Linked DNA regions of Mus musculus: all the other regions are linked to region 2. Evidence: chromatin contacts called from public HiChIP or PLAC-seq and promoter capture Hi-C data. All regions are on one chromosome and are shown on one strand. Each heading gives the region's core, a stretch centred on a gene start, on an enhancer-like site or on the middle of the called end of the contact. The rest is flanking DNA. Distances are from core to core; before and after follow the strand shown. Region 1 holds the start of Pnpla1 (patatin-like phospholipase domain containing 1). Region 2 holds the start of Srsf3 (serine and arginine-rich splicing factor 3). Region 3 overlaps Cpne5 (copine V).

The links. HiChIP or PLAC-seq counts read pairs in DNA pulled down with a chosen protein or histone mark. Capture Hi-C pulls out chosen DNA fragments and counts their contacts.
Region 1: a contact with region 2 is called in a promoter capture Hi-C map of adipose tissue. The contact joins the promoter of Pnpla1 here to the promoter of Srsf3 in region 2. A contact is called at or near these places in 1 of 484 Hi-C or Micro-C datasets (the N1E-115 cell line), 1 of 115 datasets of contacts at active chromatin or transcription factors (embryonic stem cells) and 2 of 9 other capture datasets (adipose tissue and pancreatic islet).
Region 3: a contact with region 2 is called in an H3K27ac HiChIP or PLAC-seq map of embryonic stem cells, with 9 read pairs. The contact joins the enhancer-like site here to the promoter of Srsf3 in region 2. A contact is called at or near these places in 7 of 115 datasets of contacts at active chromatin or transcription factors (the HPC-7 cell line, the SCID.adh cell line, T-cell acute lymphoblastic leukemia and 3 more) and 2 of 9 other capture datasets (adipose tissue and liver).

The regions. Positions count from the first base shown.
Region 1 is chr17:28,856,553-28,860,007 of GRCm38.p6, reverse strand. Pnpla1 (patatin-like phospholipase domain containing 1) reads right to left here and starts at 1,597. Exons shown (of 10, transcript NM_001034885.3): 1 at 937-1,597. The coding sequence starts at 1,141.
Region 2 is chr17:29,031,280-29,034,483 of GRCm38.p6, reverse strand. Srsf3 (serine and arginine-rich splicing factor 3) reads right to left here and starts at 1,824. Exons shown (of 6, transcript NM_013663.5): 1 at 1,698-1,824. Gm16196 (a long non-coding RNA gene) reads left to right here and starts at 1,861. Exons shown (of 3, transcript XR_876716.2): 1 at 1,861-1,968.
Region 3 is chr17:29,211,981-29,215,445 of GRCm38.p6, reverse strand. The region is part of intron 3 of Cpne5 (copine V); the gene reads left to right. Among named protein-coding and RNA genes, the nearest start is that of Cpne5, 24 kb to the left of the region's middle. Within about 2 kb of position 1,840, at least 17 of the 459 cell types and tissues checked have an H3K27ac peak or open chromatin away from gene starts, as enhancers often do. A contact at or near this core is called in embryonic stem cells, where this site is marked.

The sequences.
Region 1 (3,455 bases), core at 348-2,847, 170 kb after region 2:
TCCTCCTTGGACAAACCCAGGTCAGGCCACCACGGGGCAGAAACCGGAAGACAGGGAGCTCAGCAACTGGCTTTTGTGTGCACAGAATTGAATACCAGGGCTAGGACTCAGTTTGGGGGCAGACTTGGCACCCCACAGGTGCATCAGCACTGGGTTGGAGCTGGCTGATACAGTCTCAAGTCACCAGATCCCTGATCCCTCCGTTGCTTCCTCCAACCTCAGCCCCAGTCCTCCTCCCCCAGGTCTGTCCCCCGGGGCCCAGAAATGTCCTTTCTCTAAATGTCTTACTTTGTGCAGTCTCCACCTAGATGCCTCCTCCTCAACATGGCCCACCCCCCCAAACATCTTTGGAACACGGTCCCCTTTCCCCCTTTAGCCCCAGCCGGGTGCAATTTGTTCACAGACACCCCCCACCCCCATCCCTTCCATCATGACACGAGAGACGTCTCCATTCGGAATTTTGCTGTCTTTTCTCTCTAGAACATTCTAGAACTTCACAGGGGCTCTACATTACAGCCTGGCATCGAGCAGGTGGGGGTTGGCCGGGCCAAGAAGGCTGTTGCTCATAGCCCTGGGTCAGCACTGTGGCCTCTGGCCCACCGGGGCACAGCTGAAGCTCCCACACTGTGTCCCACATCTGTCACCAGCTTCTCCTCAACTCAGGGTTTGCATGTTGGGAACCCCTCCTCCTCACTGGGAAGTTGAGGCAGTGTTTACAATTTAAAAGAAGCCTCGCCCATGGAGGAGGAGGAGGACGGAGGACGTGTGTGTGTGTGTGTGTGTGTGTGTGTGTGTGTGTGTGTGTGTGAAGGGGGACTACCCTGGCTGCCAGGCTTTCCCGCCTCTCTCCCCGTGCACTTCCAAGCTTGTCCAGGGTCTGTTCTGAGAAGCCCCCTCCAGCAGCCCCCTTCAAAGACACCAGAATAAAAGTCTTACCCATCTCAATCCCGCAGACGACCAAGGCCGCAATCACCGCTCCCGCTGACGTCCCTGCAAAGCGATGGGCTGTGTCCAGCATCCTCGGGGCCAGATCTCGCAGAGCATCCACGGCCCCAGCCTGGTAGTAGGAAAGGAACCCGCTCCCGGAGAAGGAGATGGAATGAGGGGTATCTGGGTCTCCTTTGAACACCTGTTCGTCCATGTTCGGGGTCTATGGCCTCCCAGCGGAGGAAGAACCCACACCTGTCTGCCTTGGCTCAGTATCTCCTTCTCCCCCAGCCAAGAGCAGGGAATGTGGCAACTCTACCAGCCCAGTCAGGCATCCACGGGTGGTTCATCCAGCCACTGCCTGGGCCTGTTTAGCTCTGCTGAGAGGTACCCCGGAAGGGCTGATAGGGATCCCCAGGTACTGGATGAAATGTAGACAGTCCTTAGAGTCATGGGCAGGGGCGTGGTCCTGCAGACCCCTTGCTCACTTCATGCCCTTGCTAGACTTCTGTCAGGTACAGGCTCTTCAGCGCTCTCCACCCATCCGGAGCGCACCTAGGAGCGGGGCATTCCCTGCACCCTGCTCTGGACGGTGTCCACAGAGGCGGTGCCTCTCAGCATCCAGTTGCAAAATCTCTGCCTCGCCCTGTGCCTCCCTCACTGACAGGCTGCTCTTCACTGACAGGACGCAGAGTTACACGCCACGCCCCCTATCCGCCACGCCCCCTCCCCAGCCTGTGTTCCCCTCACTTCCATTGTGGGCTGCAGGATGGCTTTGGCTTTCAATGGGGAGGAGCAACTCATACCACCCCATGCCCCTCCCCCACCCCATTCAGACTCTGGAAAGTTCTTACACAAAACACCTCTCTATTTATTCTTACCTTAGGATTGGCTCTGGGCAAAAACTGTAACAGAGAAGTATGGCTCTGGGTGTTTGCCCTGGTTTGCTTTCCATTGCTGTGATAAAACACCGTGACCAAAAGCAACTTGGGGAGAAAAGGGTTATTTCAGCTCACAGTTTAAGGTTCATCATGAAAGTCAAGGCAGGGCGAGAGGAACCAATGCAGGTTTGCTCCCCCATCGCTACACGCTGTCTCCTTCCTTCCTTCCTTCCTTCCTTCCTTCCTTTCTTTCTTTCTTTCTTTCTTGTAAAGATTTATTTAGTACACTGCATCTTCAGACACTCCAGAAGAGGGCGTCAGATTTGTTACGAGGATGGTTGTGAGCCACCATGCGGTTGCTGGGATTTGAACTCAGGACCTTTGGAAGAGCAGTCACTACTCTTAACCGCTGAGCCTTCTCTCCAGCCCCCAACCTGCTTTCTTACACAGACTCAGACCACCTGCCTAGGAATGGCACCGCCCACAGTGGGCTGAGCCTTCTTCCATCAATCATTAATCAAGAAAATACCCTATAGACTTGCCGATCTGATGGCGGCCGATCTGATGGCGGCAACTCCTCCAATGAGAGTCCCTCTTCGCAGCGTCCATCAGTAACCAGCCAGAAGTCGCCAGCCTCCTTCCTACCTCTTCTTATTCTGTCATCTCCCTGTCCCTGGCCTGGTCCGTGCAGGTCTTCTCTCTTGCCTCTCAGTCCTGTGCCAGCTCCAGAGGCCTGAAGAGGGTATCCGATGCCCTGCAGCCGGAATCACAGGCAGTTGTGAGCTGCCTGATATAGGTGCTGGGAACTGAACACCGGTCCTCAGGGAGAGAGCATCATGTCTTCAGCTGGAGTGCTGTCTCTTGGGTGTGCAGGAGGGAAGAGGACAGCGAGCTTGGTCATTCCAAGATGGCCACATGAATAGATAGCTTGTGGATGGGGGTCAGGGGTCGGGGGTCATGAGGTCTCATGTGGGGTGTCTGGGTCTCCTCATCAGGGTCAGGGCAGAGAGATGTTTTGGTAAGGGACAGGGGCTTGGGGACCAGGGTTAGCTCTAGGGCTACTCAGCATGATTTCTGAGAGGAGGGATTTTCTCACCCAAAAAGGTCACTGCGGATCACTAAGGCAGCAAAAAGCTTTCCTAGTCCCCTCCTTCCCGTCCTCCTCCCTCTCCCCTACTTCTTCCTCTTCTCTGCTCTCCCTCCTCCTCCTCTGCATCCTCCCCTCTTCCCACTCCTCCTCTTTCCCCTCCTCTCCCTCCTCCCACTCTTCCTCTGACTTTTCTCCCTCCTCCTTCTCCTCCTCCTTCTCCTCCTCGTTCCCCTCCCCCTCCTCCCCTGCCTTCTCCCCACTCCACCTTTCCTTTATCCTCCGTCTCTCCCTGTCCTCTCCCTCCTCTTCCATATTCTCCCTCCTCCTTTTTCTCTTCCCTCCTCTCTTTCCTCCTCCACCCTCACAGCCATCACTGTCACTGTCACCATCACCCCATGGTAGCAGGACCAGAATTAGAACTGAGACAAGTTGTCTCTCTCCTAGTCCCAGTTGGCCCCAGCCACTCTATAGGTGGGGACAATGATGTCTTTCCTGGAGTTCCTGTCAACTGATGATTTCATTGATCCAAACTGGCAATACAGAGTCCAGCACCCACT
Region 2 (3,204 bases), core at 575-3,074:
AAGGACTAAGACAACTGTGAGTCACCACACCTGGCTCCATTTGTTTTCCAAGCATATATTCAAGTCTCAATGTGGTTCAGTGGTGGGGAGCTTGTCTAGCATGCAACTGAAACTTAATCCCCAGAACTACAGACACAATGAAAAACATGTCAAAGCCTCACTACAGCACTGCTCTCAATAGTGAAAGCTGTGCCAATCTAAATGACTACCAGGAGATGGAGATCTAGAATGTGACACAGTATTCAGGAATATACTGTCTACTACTAAGTTTAAAAGTCTTGAAAACATTCTAAAACCAGAAAAGGCCATTACAATTCCCTACATGTGAAATGCTTGAAATGGAAAATCCAGACACTTAAAAGAAATCCCAAGGAGAGGCAGGGAATTCTGAGAAGGCCGGCACTACAGAAAAAGGAATGCAGAAGTTGAAGCATAACTTACCCTGTCTCAAAAACTAAGTGCATCAGGAAGGTGGTGTGCGCACGCACACACACACACCTTTGATCCCAGCACTCTGAAGGAGGAGGGAAATGATGAGTTGGAGACCAGATCTAAAAAAGTTGAGTAAACCAAGACAGCCAGCCTGATTTACAGCAAGAACTGTCTCAGGAACAAACAAAAATAAATATCTTGGAACCACACAAAGGTTCCACAACAAAACTATCATAGCTAGGAAGGCAAGCATGCTTGTGGCTCAACAGGCTAGAGGAATGACAGTTATGAAGTTTGCTAGTGACCCCCCGTCTTTTAGTAAAAAGTGCATAAAAGTAAATGTTGAGGTCTGCTAGGCATGTAGTGGCCTGCACCGTGCACCCTAAACTCCTGCGTAAAAGAATCTTTACTAAAAGGACATACAACATACAACCTTGAGGACATACACTCAGTAAGTCTTCAACTTCACACTTCCGAAATGAAAACCCTACTTAATAAGCCATTTAAGTGTCTTCCCTACTATACACCATAATGTTCAAACCGACTATTATCAAACTAAAAAATTTAACCCTATTTTGCCGTGACCCCACCCTGTGCCCAAGACTCAGTTGAGCGACCAAGCCATTCCGCGAAAATTAAAAAAACAAACAAAAAGACAAATGAAACTCATCCATCCCCGGTTTTCACACCTGTTAAAAGCAAATAGGTCAAAGAAAAACCCAACTCAAAGTGAACTATGATTTACATTAAGAAACGCAGCCTCATTAGAAAAGATTTTTAAAGCAAACACCAAGTCGGCATAAAAAAAAGATGAGACTGTAGGGGCTCAGTAAATACGAAAAGACCTGTCTTAAAAAATATATACAAAGTCCTCAAGACACTATACCAAGAAAACCAGGAGCAAGGAAGAAAAAGGCGCCATCAAACTAAAGGCCGCGACGTGGAGAATTCATTTAGAGATCTACCCCACACACACACACACACACACACACACACACACACACGCCGGCCACACCCCAGCCTGGAGCAATCCCTCTCCGAGCCTTCCTCCAAAGGACAAAAGATTAAGTCCGGGATTTACAGACTTGGAAGCATCTTCAACATTGCCCGGGGCCCCAGCCGCCGCCCGGGACCGAAAGTCACAAAATGGCGGCGGCGCCCCTTTGTCTCAATCTGGTGCCGCCATTGCGCCCGGCCCCACCTCGAGTCTGCGGAACTCCACCTCCCTCCCTCCACCTCCCTCCCTCCGTTCGCCGGTCCCTTACCGAGATCCTGGGTTCAAAAGGCCCAAGCTCAAATCCTAACGCTCCGACAGGCCCACCCGCTTCCCTCTGGTTCTGCTCCTACAGATTCTCGGTCTCGCGGCGTCACGAAATGGCGGACCACCACCGTCCCCTCGCCCTATTTATAGCACCCTGCTCTGCCACATGACCTGACCAGATCACCCAATCAGAGGCGGCGCAGGCTGTGACGTAAGCGCTACAAACGCTGCGAGAAACCGCGGTTACTGGGAGCGCGCGCCGGCCGTTCCGTCAGGTGGGTGGGGTACGCGCGGTGGCGCGAGCTCGTCGCCGCGTGCCGGCTTGTCCCGCAGATGCGGCGCTCGGCCCGGCCATCCCCGCGAGCCGCGCAGACGCCCCCTCTCCTCCACTTCCGCCTAGGCTGCAGCCGAATAAAGCTGTCCAGACTCTGCCGCCATTAATCCCGGGCGATGGCGGCTGCAGCCGCGGGCTCGGGTCAGAGTGAAACATGGACGCTTGCTTCCTCGTTGTGGGGCATCCATCGCAGACTAAGGAGCCTTATAGTCGCTCTCAAGGTCACCGAGCTTGGGCGACTTAACTGGTACCCCACGGTGCCCGGTCTGCGCCCCGATGCAGGGTAGAGCCTGCAAAGTTTGCTCAACTTTCGCTTTCCCGCCTCGCCCAAACCGCGCGCGCGGCAAATGCGACTTGATGAGGCTGCATGAAAAAACAAAAAAAAAAACAAGACAAACGGTCACAGGGCTCACTTTCCCAGGAGGAGAGCAAGGTTTTGCATAGGTTGCCTTTACGCTCTGAGCACGCAGCTCCGCCATGCAGATGCTAGGAGGGGCACCTGCGGCCTTTGTAAGGGCTTTGCTCTGGCTGCCAGACCTGTGGGTCTCCCTGGGCCTCTACACACAGACCCCAGGATAGCTGAATACCCTCGTTTGACAAGCCACATCGTTTGCCTCCAGCTCCCAGACGTATCCTCGGCCTGGCCCCCCTCAGGCTACTCTGATTTATTGGGGAGACTTAGTTGTTTCTGCTTCCAAGAAAGGTCAAAATATTAACCAGTTTTTCAGACACAACTCTAATGCTTTTGTTCCCCTAAGGGAGTTGTGGTGCAGGCTACAGTTGTTAAACCTGTTTTTGTTGTGACCTTCAGAAGATTCTAGCAAAACTTCATTTCCTTCTAGATCTTTTTTTTTCTTTCTGGGTTAGACATGCCTAGTATAGTAGTAATGGGGCTCATTTGAACGTCCTTTTGTCTTTTTCCTCTCCTCCCTGCCTCATAATCTCAGCTCTTGGCCCAAGGGAACAGGAGTCGAACTTTATGTTCATACATTTAGTGAGTTCTAGGCCAGAAAGAACTTCTTGAGATACTTTCTGAAAAACAACAAAAAATCTGATGTATCTAAATGACTTGTGATATTCTCTGTTCCAAAATTTTTTGGTTTGTAAAACAAACAAGTAATGACTACCAGGCTGGTGAGATGGCTCAGTGGGTAAGAGCACCCGACTGCTCTTCCGA
Region 3 (3,465 bases), core at 591-3,090, 180 kb before region 2:
CCTTACCCATTTCTTAGGTGACACAAATGTTACTCAGTGGACTTAAGCAGAACAGAGTGAGCATAAGGGGCTGCTGGAGATTATTTCTGTGAGAGAAAAACCCACGTTGGCATCCTCGCAGGGAGGAATCTGCCTCTGACGTGTAGTGGGAAGGTGTTCGTAGGGGTTTCTTTTGAAGGTCTGGGTGGGATTGAAGGTGGGTTGTTCAGGGACGAGCCACCGTGAAGAGCTAGCTGTTCCCACACTGGGCCTGCTGGGTCAGTGAATCCTCACTGGGGTGTAAGATGGAGAGTTTGTGGTACTGAGAGAAGAGCCCTCCTAGCACCTGTCTGCCTGCATTTTCCAGGGTCTTCCACAGCCTGTAGCCAAGCCACTGTCCTGACAGGCCAGTTGCCCCGGACCTTATGTGAGGTGAGGTGAGACCCTTGGCTGATCAGGGTCTGCTCTGACGAGCTCTGATGAGGACACGTGAGCATGAGGGCTCACCTGTTCCCAGAAATACCAATTCTTCTGTATAGCGGAGCCCCCTGGGAACCACTTAATTCAGTCCCCAAAGCAGTTTCAAGGCTTGCCTCCCTTTGAGGGTCTACTGGTCAGGATGATCTGAAGTTAATGCCGCTTAATTGGTGTTCTCGGGGCTTAGTCATGGGAGCTCATGGGAGCGGCTTCCTCGAAAAGCTTCACTGGGTCTGTTGCTAGGGACAAAGCCTTTCAGAGGGTAACTGCTCTTCTTTCCGGGGCGTCTTTTGGCTTATGCTTTTGATTCTCTCCCCAGGAGGCATCCCAGTCCTGAGGTCAGGGAGCCCCCTCCCCGACATTGCTCACCCCTCTCGGAGTAGCCTGGGAAGGTTCTCTAGCTTTTCTGCATCTATTTCATGTACTGATTTCCTGGCTCAGCACAGCCAAGGTGCATTTGGACCCCTGTGCTTGTGTGGGGCTTGCTTAGGGTTCATGGTGCACATGCTACAGGAGAGACCCTCTCTCTTGTCTCAGAGCCCAGAGCTTAGACCAAGCAGTGGTTCCGAATGGACTAGCGTGGTGGACAGGTGATTCTGAGGAAGTGTCCGGGCTCCAGGTTGAGATGGTGAGGGGCCTGGCCTCCTCCCTGCTCCCCTAGGATGGAAGGATGGAATGGGATGCACACAGCAGTTAGACTGCAGGCAGGCTTTGCTGCTCATACTTCATCTCCCCAAGGCCACTCTGTCTGGAGAACTCTGCAGTTCTATGTGAAATAATACAGCGTCCAGGTTGACACCCCCCCCCAACACACACCATTATCCATCATTTATTGTATTCTTGCCTTCATTAGCCAGAGTATGCATTGAGCCTGACAGGCACCCAGTGGCCTCTTAGAATTTTAAAATCTGTGTTTCAGCACACACACACACACACACACACACACCCCTTGCTGTTATTAGTCCAACTAATGAAAAAGCTTCCTTAGCAGGCCCCTGGGCTGTTGATTTCACAGTTGCAATGTACATATGTTAATTATGCCCGAATCCCAGCAATCCTTCAAGCCCCTCCACTTTCCAGGGACCTTCGGAGCCCCCCCTCCCATCCTGTTTCCAGGGGAACCCCCGTCTCCTTCTGCAGCAGAAAGCAGTCTCCAGGGAATTCCCCCCTTGTTGAAGCGTCAAGTGCCATTTTCAAAGCAGCCACTGTCATCCTCCCTGCCGGGCAAGGGGGGGGTGTCCGTGGACTGTGGGCTGGGGGTGGGCCGTGGAAGTGGGGTTGTCTGTCAGCCCTGGTAGGGGAATGCTTCAGGCTAGAGGCATTGAAGGAGAACAGCAGGAAGTCTGATCTTTCCAGAGAATTCTCTAAGACATAAGTGTTTACCTGCAGGACTCCCGCAAAGAAGCCATTAGGGGAAATTTTCCTTTTGTCTGAAGCCGGGAGGTTTACTTAGAAGGGGCGGGGAGCTTGTAGGAAATCCTTTGCAAAGGGTTGCATGTTTGTGACGTTGTTATGGAATTTATAGGAGAGACAGGAGCTGGGTTTTATTGAGGCTAGAGTGTGGTGTTCCCCTACCCCCACCCCCACCCCGAACCCATTGCTTGCACACAGCAGGGCTGTCCTCAGTCCTTGGAAAATAATCCACCTTCTCTGATTTTCATTTGCTTAGGTGGCTCCTCCCTCCAGTCAGGTGAGGTACAAAAAATATCCTGAGTTTCTCGCTCTGTGGCTGTGGGCAGGTTACCTAACCTTGCTGACTTATTTCCGTGTTCATGAGCCGGTAACAGCCCTCAGAATTTTTAAAGAATTAAACGAGATAGCTTAATGATCCCGTTGATCAATGAACGGGAGAAGCTGGGTAAATGTTAGTTTTCTCCCCCCCCCCCCCCCCCCCCCGGCCCAGTCCTCATTCATTAGCGGCTCTCAACCTCATCTGCTTATTAGCTGTATCTAGAGACCCTCCCGGGAGGATGTACAGTTGTTTGGGCCCCATGCACATCGATTCGACTTTAACTGGCCTGTGGGATGGCTGAGCGTGGATATATATATATATATATGTTTTTGAGACAGGGTTTCTCTTTGTAGCTCTGGCTGTTCTGGAACTTGCTCTGTGGACCAGACTGTCCTCAAACTCACAAAGATCTGCCTTACTCTGCCTCCCTGGCATGATCAAAGGCATGTGCCACTGCTACCTAGAAGGGATGTGGGTTTTTTGTTTGTTCTTTTGGTTTTTTTGTTGGTTTTTGTTTTGTTTTGTTTTGTTTTGTTTTGTTTTTTCGAGACAGGGTTTCTCTGTGTAGCCTTCCCTGGCTGTCCTGGAACTCACTCTGTAGACCAGGCTGGCCTCGAATTCAGAAATCCACCTGCCTCTGCCTCCCAAGTGCTGGGATTAAAGGCATGCGCCACCACCGCCCGGGGTAAGTATATATTTTTAAGCACCTGTTAAAGCATATATATATGCTCATTTATTTTACTCATTTCATGTTTGTGTGAATATACTCACACAAACATGAAATGAGCAAACATCCATTTAATTTGTCACACCCCAATGAGACAGCAAAGACAGCACCCAGCCAGGCACACAGTGACTCGGACATAAGTGTATGGGTAGATTCAGTGTGGCGACGCTGGCCAGGTGGGAGCCAGTCACGAATTGCAGACACTGAACTCACACATATGTTTATGCAGGTTGGGTAGGAGCTGGCTGCAGTGTGCACTTGTCTACGGAGGCTCATTAGTAACCCACTCTGGGCACTGAGCGCACTTCTTGCCTGCAGTTTGCAGAGTAGCTTAGTCAAAGAAGACTCTGAAAGAGGAGCAAGCAGCACTCCTCCGTGGTCTCCGCATTAGCTCCTGCCTTTAGGTTCCTGCCCTGCTTGAGTTCCTGTCTGACTTCCTCCCTGAGTTGTTTTGGCCATGACCTTTCACCATAGCAATAACAGCCCACTGCCTGGTCGGGGGTGGAGGGTGGGGCAGACAAAGGCTAAAGGCAAGATAGACCACACAGGG